2 separate regions of the Rattus norvegicus genome follow, and region 1 is linked to region 2. Evidence: chromatin contacts called from public Hi-C data. All regions are on one chromosome and are shown on one strand. Each heading gives the region's core, a stretch centred on a gene start, on an enhancer-like site or on the middle of the called end of the contact. The rest is flanking DNA. Distances are from core to core; before and after follow the strand shown.

Region 1 (7,333 bases), core at 3,975-6,474, 38 kb after region 2:
GTGTGGACACACCACAGACCCCCCCAAACACACCCAGTTAAGATTTTCAGGAGAAGAGATTGAGCATCGGGAAGAGGTGGAGCCTAGGACCATGAGCCTCCGGAAGAGGTGGAGCCTAGGACCATGAGCCTCCGGAAGAGGTGGAGCCTAGGACCATGAGCCTCCGGAAGAGGTGGAGTCTAGGACCATGAGCCTCCGGAAGAGGTGGAGCCTAGGACCATGAGCCTCCGGAAGAGGTGGAGCCTAGGACCATGAGCCTCCGGAAGAGGTGGAGTCTAGGACCATGAGCCTCCGGAAGAGGTGGAGCCTAGCACCAGGCACCTGGAGCTCCTAGGAGTTCAGCTTTGCCATTTCTTGGTTGCATCCTTGTCTGTAGATGGACAGACCACCAGCAGCTGATGGAAGAGCTCAGGAGGGATCCTGCAGGAAGCACCTTGTCGTGTGCCCAGCACAGAGCATTTTGCAGGATTTCCAGCTTCTTCCCTTGATGTTCCTCACAGTTCACACGACAGAACGTTAGGGTGACCTCCGTCCCCACATGTACGCACACGCTATGCGTATACGTTTTCCTTATTGCTCTTTTTAATGAACGTCAGTACGTAACCCCGACAGACATGGATGGCTGAGCAGTAATGGGGCCCCCTTCCCCGTAACATACAAGACAGAGAAGAACGTTCAGCACAGTTTAAATGTTCTCTGGGCTACCACACCTGGGCACGCTAAGGCCAAAAAGAACTCAACTAAACATACAGTGCGCAACACTAAGAGAGAACCCTAATGTAAAGTACACACTGTGGGTGATAATGACGTGTCTACATTGCTTTAGGAACAGTCACAAATGTACTCTTTTAGTGGGGGATGTTGATAACAGAGGAGGTGGTTTGGAGGCACAGGATATATGGGAAATCTCCACACTCCCCATTCATCTATGCTGTAAACCTTGGAGTGCGCTGAAAATTTTAACTATTACAAAATGGTCCAAGATATAATGGCTCTGCGGTTAAGAGCACTGGCCGCTCTTCCAGAGGACTAGGGTTCAATTCCCAGCACCCCTGTGGCAGTTCACAAACGTCTGTAGCTCCTGCACCAGGGAATCCCAACACCCTCACACAAACACACGTGAAGTCAAATCACCAATGTACATATATATTTTATATATGTATATATATATGTGTGTATATGTATATATGTGTGTGTGTGTATATATATATATATATATATATATATATATATATAGTAAATTCCTGCACTCCAGTCTGTTATCTGATTGTGGTATTGGAGATTTAACCCAGAGTTTCACACCACTACTCAGCCATGCCTCAGCTCTTAACCGAAACGTCTGAGGGCACTTTCCGTGCTAAAACAGGCTTTTAATCTCAGCACTTGGGAGGGAAAGATATGGATCTTTATGACTGAGAGGCTAGCCTGGTCTACAAAACCAGTTCCAGGGGATCCAAAGCAACACAGTAAGAGTCTGCCTGGCCCCCAAATCTCCTGCCCCCCCCAAAAAAAAGGAAAAAAAGAAAGAGAGAAAGAGAAGTCTGAGGGACACAGGTGTGGGGGTGCATGCCCGTAACCCCAGCATTTGGGAAGCAGCAGCTCACTGCAAACTGGAGACCAACACTGGTCCATGTGACACGTTTTAGGCTAGACAGAGCTTCACGGAGAGGCCCTATCTCAAAAAGGCACAAAAGAATGTTTAAGGGGAAAACATAAAAGAGAATGTGGGGCTTCAGAGTAGTCAGAGAGAAACAGAAAGTTCTAAGATATGAAACTTAACATCTAAGCCACTTGCTCAGAAACTAACCTATTTTCCTCTCAGGACCCACCTCCTTCTCATCCCTGCCTTTTCCTACTCAGACTTAGACTACGTTTGATTATGTGGAGGGCAGCATGGCCATTTCTACAGTAGGTATAGGAAAAGCTGGGCTCAACTTTCTGGAAACTTGGACCTCCCTGCCAGCAAGAGAGTATCAGACTGTAGGTCTCCATAGGAAGCTTCTCGTCTTCTTTATGAATAACATCCCCCAATCATGACAGCACCAAAAGCCAGCTCAAATGAGTTCACCTTGCAAACAGCTGGCTAGACGTGGCTGGTGCCCAGGAATCATTGGGTCATCCTCCAGACCTGAAAGGAGCTGGTGGCTGTGCCTTCAGAGCCAATGTCTGACCCCTATTGCTTTTCATCCCTCCTCTGGAGACAAGGAAAGCAGCTGGACCAGGGTACAGGCAGGTTAGGTCCAACTACACACTGCACTGGCCCAGATGTAAGATCAGCAGCAACTAGAGCCTGCTGAACAAGACAGGGTGCTGGGCACAGAAAGGCAGCTTAATAGAGCCAAAAATAGCCTCGCTTTTTTTTTTTTTTTTCAACAGGATTCTGACAAATGAAGCACGTGCAACTCCATCAGCAAGGGGGAGAAAAATCAGGGAAGCCAAAGACCAGATCAGCTCAACAGAAGCAAAGATTCCCAGAGCTTCCTGACAGCTGTACACCCCCAGCACACCCCTCCCACCTTACTCTGATGGAAAATTCTGCCTGGATCTCGAAACCATAACCTAGTCCCATAACCCCACACATCCAATGGTGCCTGTCCCGTGTGCAGCAATGAAGTTATGGTTTATCTCAGCGCTAGAGTCAGACCATGGATTAGGAGCCTCAAACAAGACCCTGTTGAGTGCTCACCCGAGAAAATGAGGCAGCAAGAGCATGCGGGAGGACCGGAAAAAGAAGATGGGGTCTGGAGATGTAACTCAGAGGTGTTAGCATGCCTTGAACTGGCATGGCACTGGGTTTGAACCCCAGCACCACAAGAAAAAAGAGACAGACAGACAGACAGACAAAACTCAGTGGCGGTTGACAGAGGAGTCTACGGGTGACTAATGAAGGGTGAAGCGAAGAAGATCAGGATGGTGTGGGATTACCCCACCACGTAAAGTCTTCAACCTACTGGTTTTCGGTGGCCCACTGAGTCAGAACTCACTTTCTTCTAAGTCCTCTCTTCACCTGCTCTCACTTGCTTAACAAGTGAATCTGACACATCTAAACCCTCCAGGCAGCTTGCACATCTAGAGTTCCCCTAACGCGTCATATTACCACTCCAAGACCAGAACAACCAGGTGGCAGGCTGTGGAGAAACAGCACAGATCCCCCACCTCCCAAAGGAGCTAATCCGGGTGGGCAGAGACGACCGACTTGTCCAGCATGGAGAGAGCACACGGCTATCTCTCCCCCAATACTTCGGCAACCCAATACTTCGGCAACCCACCAGCTTTGGATCTAGAACCAAGAGAGCGCACCACCAGCCATTCCCTTGTAATCCCCTACCCCCATCCATTTGCCTTCAGGAAGAAGGGGGTGGAGTCAGTTCAGGCGCAGGGCCAAAGAGACACAAAAGCGCTTGAAAATCATGCCAAAAAGTACCCATTTCTCCCATGTCAATCTACTTAAAGAGTCTAGAACAGGTCCCCCGTATGCCCACAGGAGGCACTCACCTGCTTCCCCCTGAAAGGTGCTGTCCCCATCACTGGGCCAGATCTGCCCGGTCTTGCGAACACCTACTATGGTAGCCTCAGACACCACAACCTGGCACTGCCGGTGCCGCTTCTGGCACTGTGGCGTCGGAGGGCTGCTGCTGTCAAAGGACTGTTGTGAATTCTGCGAGGGTGAGCGACTCTTGTCCCGGAACATACGGTAGGTGGTGGGGCTTGGTGACACGCGGCTGGACTGGCCAGAGGAAAAGTCCTCCTCACTGGAGGTGAGGTTCTCATTGGAGCTGCAGTCCGGAGTGTAGCCACCTCCGCTGTCCTCAAAACTCCGAGGCGAGTAGGACCTGCGGGGCCAGGTGAGGCGCTTCTCCTGCTCTGAAGTGCTCTGGCTTCGCAGGAGAGGGCTCTTGCCCTCCCCTTCCACCATCATACCCCCGACGTAGATGCTCTGGTAGGGTTGATACTCCAGGGGCGGCCAAGGGGGCCTGTTGCCGCCATTGGCATTGATTAGGTTGTCCTTCAGGAAACGGGGATTCAACTCTGCATCCTCATAGTCACCGTCGAGGCCGCAGCTGCTCTCCGAGGAGCGCCCACGGTAATGGGGTCTGGGTGCTTCCCCCAGGCCCTGCCCGGCGCTCTGCTGGGACTTCTTGCGCTCCATTTGCATGGCCTGGCTGCCCAGAGAACTGATTCGGTCGGACACCTCTTTGTCGTTGACCTTCACCAGGCCGCGCTCGTGGTGGAACTCGACGTTCACGTAAAAGGGCTTCTCGGCGTCGGCAGAGCCGGGCTGGGCAGGTCCCTTGCGGATCTTCTCGAAGTTGGATCTGAGCGCCGCCACGCTGGTGGGGGGCCCTCGGTCGTCCCGGTCCGCCGGCGCAGCAGCCGCTGGCCTGCGGGCAGTCGCCGGTCGCCCCTTACTCGGTGACCCTTCTCCGTCCGGCCGCGCCTCCGACTCCTCGACGGGCGCCGGGTCTGCGCCGTCGGCGGGCGCGGGCGGCAGGCGCGGGGCGGACGCTCGGGGCTCGGCGGCGCCGTCCGGGGGCTGCGCTGCCCGGCGAAAGCCCCAGCGCTGCCGATCGTAGCTCTTCTTCTCCTTGGCCAGCAGCGTCTGCAGGTAGATCATGCGGAAGCGCTCCTGGTTCACCTCCTGCTCCAAGCGCCTAATGGAGGCCTTGCAGCGCTCCAGCTCCTGCTCGATGTCACCCACCGAGCGCAGCTCCATGCGCGGCGGCTCCGAGTCCGGGAACTGCGCTCTCCAAGCCTCGGCGAAGCCCACCGAGTCCACCATGGCGCGGCCGGCTCACCTGCGCCGAGGAGCTGCGCGCCGGAGCCCGGCTCAGCGGCGGCGCGGGGTTCTTACGGTGCCGGGCCCCGGGCGTCCGGCGCCTCCCATGATCCCGCGGCTACGGCGGCGAACAATGCCCGCCCCCCGGGGCCGCAGGTGAGGCGGGAGGCTCGGCCGCTGCGGCGGCGGCGGCGGCGGCGAGGGGCGCGCGCGGGCGGGGGAAGGGCGCGGGGTTGCGCACGCCTCTATTGTGTGCGGGGCTCCGCGGCGCGCGAGGCGGCGGGAGCGGTCCTCCGCAGAGCAGGGCCGCCGCGGGCCCACGGCCGCAGCCCCGCGGGCTCCTCGCCTCCGGTTCCCGCGCCGCCCCGCAGCCTTCCGGGCAGGCGCTCCGCTCAGCACGGCCAGCTCTCGCCGCACTCCCGCCCCGGCCCGCACTCAGCGCTGCAGGAAGGGGAGGACCGGGGGGCGGTGGCCGCGGAGCGGCTGACGGGGCTGGGCGCGCCTCTTAAAGGGGCCGCGCCGCGGGAAGAGCATTGGGTCCTTGAATACGACCCGGACCACTGCAAACTGGTCTGATCCCCTTCTGGACACAGAGGTGCCCCAGACCCGGTGATTCCGAGCGATCTCTCCACCGCGGATGCTCTGGCTAGTTCTTCATGCCTGGAAGAGAAATACCTGCTTCCTCTTTTCTGCACCCACTAACCTCGGTGCTAACCGCACAGGGAACGAACACCCAGCAGGGCCCAAACTATTGAGAAATCAAGCAGGGCAGGTCACCCATGCCAACAGCTCGGGTGCCAGCCAGTGAGCCTCTGGTGCTGGAGATCTGAGGTGGGTAATGGAGCTTAACAATGGCCACTGAAGTTGTCACCGGACTCTGAGTGACACTTAGGAATTTCTCCCCCTCTGCTCAATCAATGAATCTCCCTTCCTGAGTAATGACTTTTGACCTCTGGAGGCCAGTGTCGTGTTTTCGGGGTCTCTTTCTTCCTGGGAAGGGATCGCACACCTCCTTCTTAACCACAGAGCTGGGTGGAAGACAGGAAACCTTTAATAATCGTTCCCAACGAAGCTTAGGGATCTGAGTCACTTAGCAGAGATGCTCTCCATATATGCTCTCCTGAAAACAAAATGGAACCCAGGCCAGCCTGCTGGGTGAGGTGAAAGGCAACAGGATTTGGCAGCTGAAGAACAGCTGAGTTTTGGCTACTTTTCCCACTTCCGTGCCTCAGTTTCCCTGAGCTCCGAGATAAAACCAGAACACCTGCTTCCACAAAGCTGTTATGTCCTTGGTTGTAAACTGTTACCACGCTTCTCTAGAGAAATAGAACCCAGCACCAGCAACCAGATTAGCAGGGGCTCCCTGACTTAGGCCGGGTTTTCCTTTTCCTCCCTGGAACTCGCTTTCACCCTCATCTGTAGCCTGTTGTCTGCTCCTAGTAGGGTTCAGTTTGTGTTAATGTTGTTGGGCTGGCGAGCCTTTGGAGCGCCACTCCAGGAACCCTGTGAGCGCTATGCAGCTCGCTGCTGCCCTCTGTAGACCTCTTTAATCTCTTGTTCCCTCCTTCCCCGCCTACCTCACCAGTCTCTTGCCCAGCAGGCAGTAAACAACGCAATTGCTGAGAAGAAATAGTTTTGCTGGGCACCTGACTTTTGGGCTAGTGAAAGGAAAAGCAAAGCAAAACAAAAAGAGCAGGCATCCCAGAAGCACAGCAGTGAACGATGTTCTCTTCCTCGGTAGACTCGCCTTTAAAAAGACCGTTAAAAAGCCTGATCCTCGCTGGGGGGGGGGGGGGGGGGGGGCGTGGCTCAATGGTAGAGGTCTTATTTGGTAGGAAAAAAGGTATGGATTAGTCCCTGTCAGTACAAAAAAGAGAGGGAGAGGGAAGGGTAGGGAGAGGGAGAGGGAGAGGGGGAGAGGGGAAGGGAAGAGGAGAGGAAGAAGAGACAGACCGAGAGAGACAGGGAAGGAGAAACAGAGACACACAGAGACAGACCAAGAGGAAGGAGAGACAGAGAGCAGAGAAAGACAGACAGGGACAGAGAGACACAGAGACATGAAGGAGCGAAATAGAGACAGAGAGAGACACAAACAGAGACAGAGGAGAGAGAGAGAGAGCGAGCAGTGACCTCACAGGGTCACAATCAATACTAGTTGCAGCCCATAATGATCTGATGGACTCATTCAATAAGTGAGCCAGGCACGCAAGACGAGAAGCGCTCAGGCCTCTGGAATCCTATTTCCTGGCCATTTGAAGAAAAAAAAAAAAAGAATCTTCCAAAGAATACATTCTTTTGTTTTCTTTGTTGACTGGGTCCTGAAGTTCCCAGTAGGCTCGTTAGGGCCCACATAAGCACTGATATGTGGAACCGGAAGGGGTGCTTTGGTGAAGGAGGGTGGTGTCATCCATCCATCCGTGTGGTAGTGGTAGCTCTCTGGTTTGCAGATCACGACTCAGCGCTACTTTAAATATTTGTGTAGACTTTTTGGTGTGTGGGGTGCTGGGAGTTGGAAAGCGGGGACCTTGGAACATGCTAGGCATCCACTTTCCCACT
Region 2 (6,682 bases), core at 3,993-6,492:
CGCCATATTTTCTCAACTTGGTTGTTTGGTGAAGTCACCATAGGCTTAGAAGTTTGCAAAGCAGCTCAGGGAAGCACTTTCTCTCTGCCCAGCCATTTAAACACTGTCAAGGACCCACCAGTGCAGGTGACACGCCTAAAACAAAAGAATGTCCTTTATCTGCAGTAGCAAATAACACGTACTCACACACTCACACACACACACACACACACACGTAGAGAGAGCACAAGCGAGTGAGAAAGAGCAAGCATGAGCATACATACACACACACACACACACACGAGTACAGAAGGAGCATACAGCCATGCACATGTGCACACACACATGCATGTGTGCACAGCACACACGGTGCACACGAAGAGCAAGAGAGAGTAAGCATGCACACACACCAAGAAATGAGAAACCATGTGTGTGCACATGCCTAGGAGTGCACACAAGCAGACACACACACACACACACATACACACACACACACACACACACACACACACACACACACACACAAGGACACATGTCGGGCGCTATGGAGGACTATTTTTGAAGAGAAAGCCCCCAGGAGCTCACGAAAAGCCGTCAGGACCCTGATTCCTACACAGCAGAGACTGCTCAGAGCAGTCGAAGGAAATGAGTCACTTATGGAGCCTAAGGAGAAGGTTTCCATGTGGCTTGGGCAACAGTGAGCCGTCTGCCCCACCCAGGGGAGGGGCTCTGGCTCCATCAGGTAAGATGGAAAGAGAACAGGATGTGGGCACAGAAGTACCAGGCTCGGTGGAGAGTTTGTGTAAGTTTTTATCCCTTCTATTTCCAAAGACTTTGAGGCAGCCTCAAAAAAACAAAAAACAAAAAACAAAAACAAAAAACAAAAACAAAAACAAAAAAAAAAAACAAACAACAACAAAAAAAACCCCAAAAACAAAACACAAAAAAGTGATATCACCGAGAAGAATACAAACAAGGAGGCCCCGAGTGTGTGTCAAGCTCCAGGTCTGTGTCAAGCAAATGAACCCTGATTTGTTCATCTCACGGAGAAAAGGAAAGGGTCTTGAGTCACTGCCAAATGGCCATGCTATTCCATCGACCTGACTGTTGGGCTACCCTCGACCACTTTGGCCACAGAGATTTCCTCAAATCAAAATCCAGAACAGCTGGTCAGCACACACGGGGGTAGGGATGGGGGGGGAAGGTGGGGGGGGGGAGGAACTCAGGCTACATTCTAGCCCTCAAGCAAGAGCCTGGAGGATGGGCCCTGCAGTCCCCAGCTGATCTTGGCTTTACCAGAGCCCACACCCTCCACCTGGCCTGGCCAGCCTGCCTTGGGTGGGGTCTGAGAAACAGGGTGAGCTCCACTCAGTGAGTGAGCCCAGACTTGGAGAGAGAGGAAATCCCAAAATAATCACAATGCCTGCTTCTCTGGGTTCGGATGACGATTTCTGTCCAAGCTTCCAGCAAAGGAGGGAAACCAAAATGTGGAAAAAGCACAACAGCTGGTCAAGCAAATCCAGCATCTCCTGCCTCAAATGCTAAGTTTCTTCCCTAACATGGGGTGCATGGAGGGGTCGGTTCAGCTGTAGACACACCTCCCTAAGGTAAGGCCTGGTCTGCCTGCAAGGTCTTGGAGCCACGACTGGGGAGACCAGAGGGATCTATGAGGATCCCTGGCTCCTGCCCAGAGCTCGGCTCATCACAATCTGCTCTGCTCAGGTTTTGAGGAGGTTCCTCCTCCCTCTGAGTGCAAAGCCAGCTCTTCAGTGGGGATACAAGGAGCAGCTCCCTTCAGCCATTTGCCTGGTCACTGGGAATGCAGACTATCTGAGCCTGCCGGAGCTAGAACTTAAAGCCACACTTGAGAAGAAATGCTGCCCACTCTATTGTACTGCCCAGCCCTGCCTGCCGTTACAGGGCAACGGACACCTCCCTAAGGCCAATGTTGCGGTCTGCAAAGCCTTCTGGAACAATTTTTCCCACTTTTAAGACTAGAACCCAGAGGAGCCTTATTCCAGTCCCAAGTCTGGAAAAAGAGTTAATGAGTCAAAAAATATAAATAAAAGTTCTAAATGCCAGCTCCTGGGTGACTCCTGCAATGGATGAGGTCCCTGGAGACCACGGAGGCAGTGTGGGACAGCAGAAGTAGCCACTTTGTGGTGGCTGGGCCTGTGACGGGGCCTGTGCCCTACTGTGCCTTCCTGTTATGGAGTGAGACCCTGCATGTGCTGCTTCAGTACTGGCTTCCTGCAGGCCGTGTGGAAAGAAGAGATAAACGGTTCACAGCTGAAAAAGGACTACATCTGGGCCTTCCTGTGAGGATCATGGGGTTCAAGGCACCCACCCATGAGAAAGGCAGGAAGGGAAGGCCCCAAAGTGTTGCTGGGGGCAGGGGGGTAATCAGGGCTCAGTTATGGAGAGGGAGCTAGTAAGGTTTGAGAGCTCTCTCTACCCATCTCTGCTTGGGGTGTTAAAAACCACATGACTGGAAACGAACCCCACAATCTCAACGTGCATCGGAAGGGCAGGCAACAACCTCCCTTTGGCCCCTCCCAGCTGGGTCAAGAGGATAAGACTGCATTTGAGAAAGCCCTTGCAGCCTTCCCTGAGCGCTCCCCAAGCCTCCTCTGGGACATCCACTGCCCAAGAGGGAGACATATCCTTTTCATCTTCTTGGGAAGTCAGCACTCCCATCGAAGAGACGCTGGTGCTCCCAGCCTGGCCTCATCTTTCCCAGTGGGCCACGAATGTAGGCACACACACATGCACTAGTACATACATGTGCATACAGAGAGAGACAACTCTTACTCACAAGTGGTCATGCCCCGCCCCCTCACTGACCCTGGAGGAGAGACTGTCACCTACTAGGCCACTGTCCTCCAGCAGCTACATGGGAATGTGCATTATGGACTTGTTTCTCTTCCCCACGCTGGTGGGACTGCTGGGGGTAGGGAGGGGTCACCAGTTTCCTTATGAACAAAGCCCCAAGGAACTCTCAGACGTTCTGCCTGGAGAAGAAGACACAGCAAGAAGGCCTCATCTATAAGACAGAATGCCCTCGCCTGATCTGGAATCTGCTGGTGTCCTGAGTTCCTTCCAGACACCACAGCCAAAAGTATAATCACTGTCACCAACAGGGCTGTGCTTAGCTGCAGCACCTAACAGGCTAAGGTGTAGAGAGAATCTCTTATAAGAGTCGCCTGTCAATAAAAAAGCCGCTGGCCAATGAGCTGAGGCAGGAAATAGGGGGTGGGACATCTGGCAGGGACAGAGAGGATTCTGGGAAATTGAGAGAGATGAACTCAGGGAGACGCCAAGAAACTCGGAGAAAGAATGAGGCAAAGCCTATGGCCACAGCATTTAATAATAAACAATTAGTCCTGGAGTTGTCATTCTGGGAGCAAGACTGGGAAAAGAAAATGGATTTGGAAATTATTTTAACATTGAGCATTAACCATAACATTAACCTCTATAAGAACCAGGAGAGATGCTGCCTAGAGACCCAGACAGATAGTAGGGACAGGTAGTCTGACCTGAGTACTCACCTGGATGTGCTCATGCTACAGATCTAAGTGTCACGGACACAGACAATTGTGGCCCTTCTGGCTGGTCCATGGGCATGGCTTGGCACAGACACCAAACCTATGGGGTCCTGTGTTGGTTTGTGCCCCCCTAAGCACGTCTTCTTACACCTGTTGATGTCATTAAATCATAGCTTCACATTGACCCACGGCTACCCTTAACCCTCCGACAACACTCCCTGCTCTAAACCTGCATTGTACTTAAGCGTGTATGATTTACTTGACTGTCACTATCAGTCGTTCCCACCAACATCGCGTGAACAATCAGCCTCTCCTTTTCTTTCCGCATGCTTGTGTCCTGCCCTCCCATTTTGACTGGCGACCTCTGGCAGGCCTCACAGTGGCTGGTTGGGAGGAGAGAGAGGGGTAAGAGAGGTCTGTCTTCGCTCGCCCTACACGTGTTAAATGAGCACCTACTATGTGCCTGGTGTGCCGACGGAAACGATGCACAGGCACAGAAGGTCTGCTCTAGAGGGGGACTGTGAAGAGGTAGAAGATTGTCACTTGTGGTCAGGATGCTGCTACCTTCTCAAAGATGTCTTGTGAAAATGGAGGACAGACAGAAACATCAGTGCGTCCAACCAGAAGAAGAATTACTTGTGCCACTAATTGAGAGTCTGCTCTGGGTCTTGAGAGATAAGAGTTTTTCACTGTTGGGGTGATAGGCTACCTCCAAACACCACTGCCATATTCCCATTAGGAGTTGGGAGCTTTCTCTCATGGCACTGTGGGCATCTTTGCCCCATCCTGCATTCAGCAGAAAGTGGGTCCCCTGCCTTCTTCCCCAAACACCACCCTTTCGGACATCACCCATTACCCCATCCTGAGGGTGGGAGTGGAGAAGGAGAGTAGGGCCATTCACATCTCTGCTAACGAGTTAGATGCTGAAGAGAGAAAACAAAAATAAAACCATGCAAACAAAACAGCTGGAGGATCTGGCAGGGTGGAGCACCCTGCGGCCTCCTCTCCCCTGAGGAGGGTGACCCTCAGAAGCCTGGAGTCCTGATTCAGGGATGAACAAGTCGATTCCCATCAGAGCTGCCAACCTGAGACCCGTGAGAGGGAACGGATCATGGCTAGTGGCGGCGTGTGGACTGGAGGCGTGGACCACAGCAGTTTCAGTTCCGTGCCACCGCACACCGGGATGGGGAGGTGAGGGGGAGGCATGGTGCGCTCGCTCACTGGAAAAAGAGGAGCTCGTCTCTGCGGATCCTGCCCTACTTTTAGTGGGAAGTGTTCTAACAGGCAGGTTTCCGGGATACTGAGAAGCCGCCACGTGAGGGGGTCCGTGGAGAAAGCCGGATAAAACAAAACTAAATCTAACTCTTTATCCAAACTAAGCAGCCATGATTCGAATGGAGCGTCTCCTTTAGACCACAGAGCAGGCACGCTGTTCTCTTCTGTTGTTACCACAATTCCAGGGAGGTTATAAGCCCCACCTTACAGACGGGAACATGGAGGCCCACAAGAGTATACCCCTGACAACACCTGGGGCTCATTTGCATGGCATGCCAGGAGCTGGTTGCAAAGGGCATGAATTATGCATCAAGTATCCATAAAACAGAAGCGAGCTGAGCGTACAAGTGGGCGGAGAAGCTCCAGACAGCCCCAGGGCTTCTACTCCTTAGCTTTCCCCAGCAGACCCAGCCTGTCACGGCTTGGCTCAGGGAGCTGGCGCTCTCAGCATTTCCTATCTGGGTGTGGCCTGGAGCAGATGCTTCTCCAAGAACAGTTGCAAGCACTGAGCCAAAATGGATGGGTTGGAGGGACAGCCTGGACCGGCAGATGTAGAGGCCACACCCCACCACCTGGACCTGGCTTCCTCTAGGGAGGTCGTCTCCCTCAGACATTCTCCTCAGCATCTGATGAGTCACTCTCCCAACAGCCAGGCATGGTCCTCCAGACTGTCGTCAAACCTCACCGTGAGCCTCCCTTCAGCAGGATCCACTTCGCCTCCGCTTGAGGCCTGAAGCGCTTTATGCATTTCTGAGAGGAGATACTGCAAGGTGCTGGGGTCTGCTGTCTGTTCGGATGGCTTTAAGAGGAGGCAGCAGGAGGGATGCTCCCCCTTGGACAGCCAGAGAGGTTGGCGACGGCATCAGAGGCTATGCCTTCCAGAGACTTAATGTCTTAGTTAGGGTTTTACTGCTGTGAACAGACCCCGTGGCCAAGGCAACTCTTATAAAGGACAACATTTAATTGGGGCTGGCTCACAGGTTCAGATGTTCAGTCCATTATCATCAAGGTGGGAGCGTGGCAGCATCCAGGCAGGCATGGTGCAGGAGGAGCTGAGAGTTCTACATCTTCAGAATACTGGCTTCCAGGCAGCTAGGATGGGTTTTTTGTTTTTGTTTTTTTGTTTTAAGATTTATTTATTTAATGTATATGAGTACACTATAGCTGTCTTCAGACATGCCAGAAAGAGGGCATCAGATCCCATTACAGATGATTGTGAGCCACCATGTGATTGCTAGGAGCTGAACTCAAGACCTCTGGAAGAGCAGCAGTCAGTGCTCTTAACCACTGAGCCATCTGTCCAGCCCTACATCCACAGCTGACATACCCACTCCAACAAAGCCCCGCCCACTCCAACAGGCCCACCCCTAGTGCCACTCCCTGTGCTGAGCATATACACACCATCACACTTAAGTGACAGGATGGCTCCATGTTTCAGGAGCTACAGGTTCAGTGATCGCTGAGTGTCAGAGTGAGCCAGATGCTACAGGAAGGCGGTGTGAAGGACAAGGAAGCAAGAGAGGCGGTGAAATCACAAGTTATGTGGCGTTTAGGAAGCAAGGTGGGATAAATGAAGTGGGGAAGCGAAGTACAGAAGCTAACGCTGGGGCCAGGAGGATCTGGTGATGGACAGCTCTGTATGCTGGTCAAACAGGTAGAATCCAGGAAGTACCAGGAGGCAAAAACCTCAGCAGAACGAAGGAGCTGTCCCGCCATACAGGAGGGTAGGAAAACCGAATGTAGGTTACACAGCCCTGCAGGGTTGCCAGCTTGAGATTCGTAATCTTGAACTCAAAACCATGAGTAGGTTTGAGGTTTCTTAGAAGGAAAGAGAGGTTAGGCTATTGGGAGATGAGCTGGGCATGTACAGTGGCTAACATGGG

Evidence for each region. A called contact is a pair of places that touch in the nucleus more often than the background predicts.
Region 1: a Hi-C map of prefrontal cortex shows a contact between it and region 2, with 1.9 times the contacts expected there. The contact joins the promoter of Bcr here to the enhancer-like site in region 2. A contact is called at or near these places in 2 of 12 Hi-C or Micro-C datasets (liver and prefrontal cortex).

The regions. Positions count from the first base shown.
Region 1 is chr20:13,591,109-13,598,441 of GRCr8, forward strand. Bcr (BCR activator of RhoGEF and GTPase) reads right to left here and starts at 5,225. Exons shown (of 23, transcript NM_001419609.1): 1 at 3,496-5,225. The coding sequence starts at 4,780.
Region 2 is chr20:13,553,304-13,559,985 of GRCr8, forward strand. The region is part of intron 1 of Bcr (BCR activator of RhoGEF and GTPase); the gene reads right to left. Among named protein-coding and RNA genes, the nearest start is that of Bcr, 40 kb to the right of the region's middle. Within about 2 kb of position 5,243, at least 41 of the 93 cell types and tissues checked have an H3K27ac peak or open chromatin away from gene starts, as enhancers often do. A contact at or near this core is called in prefrontal cortex, where this site is marked.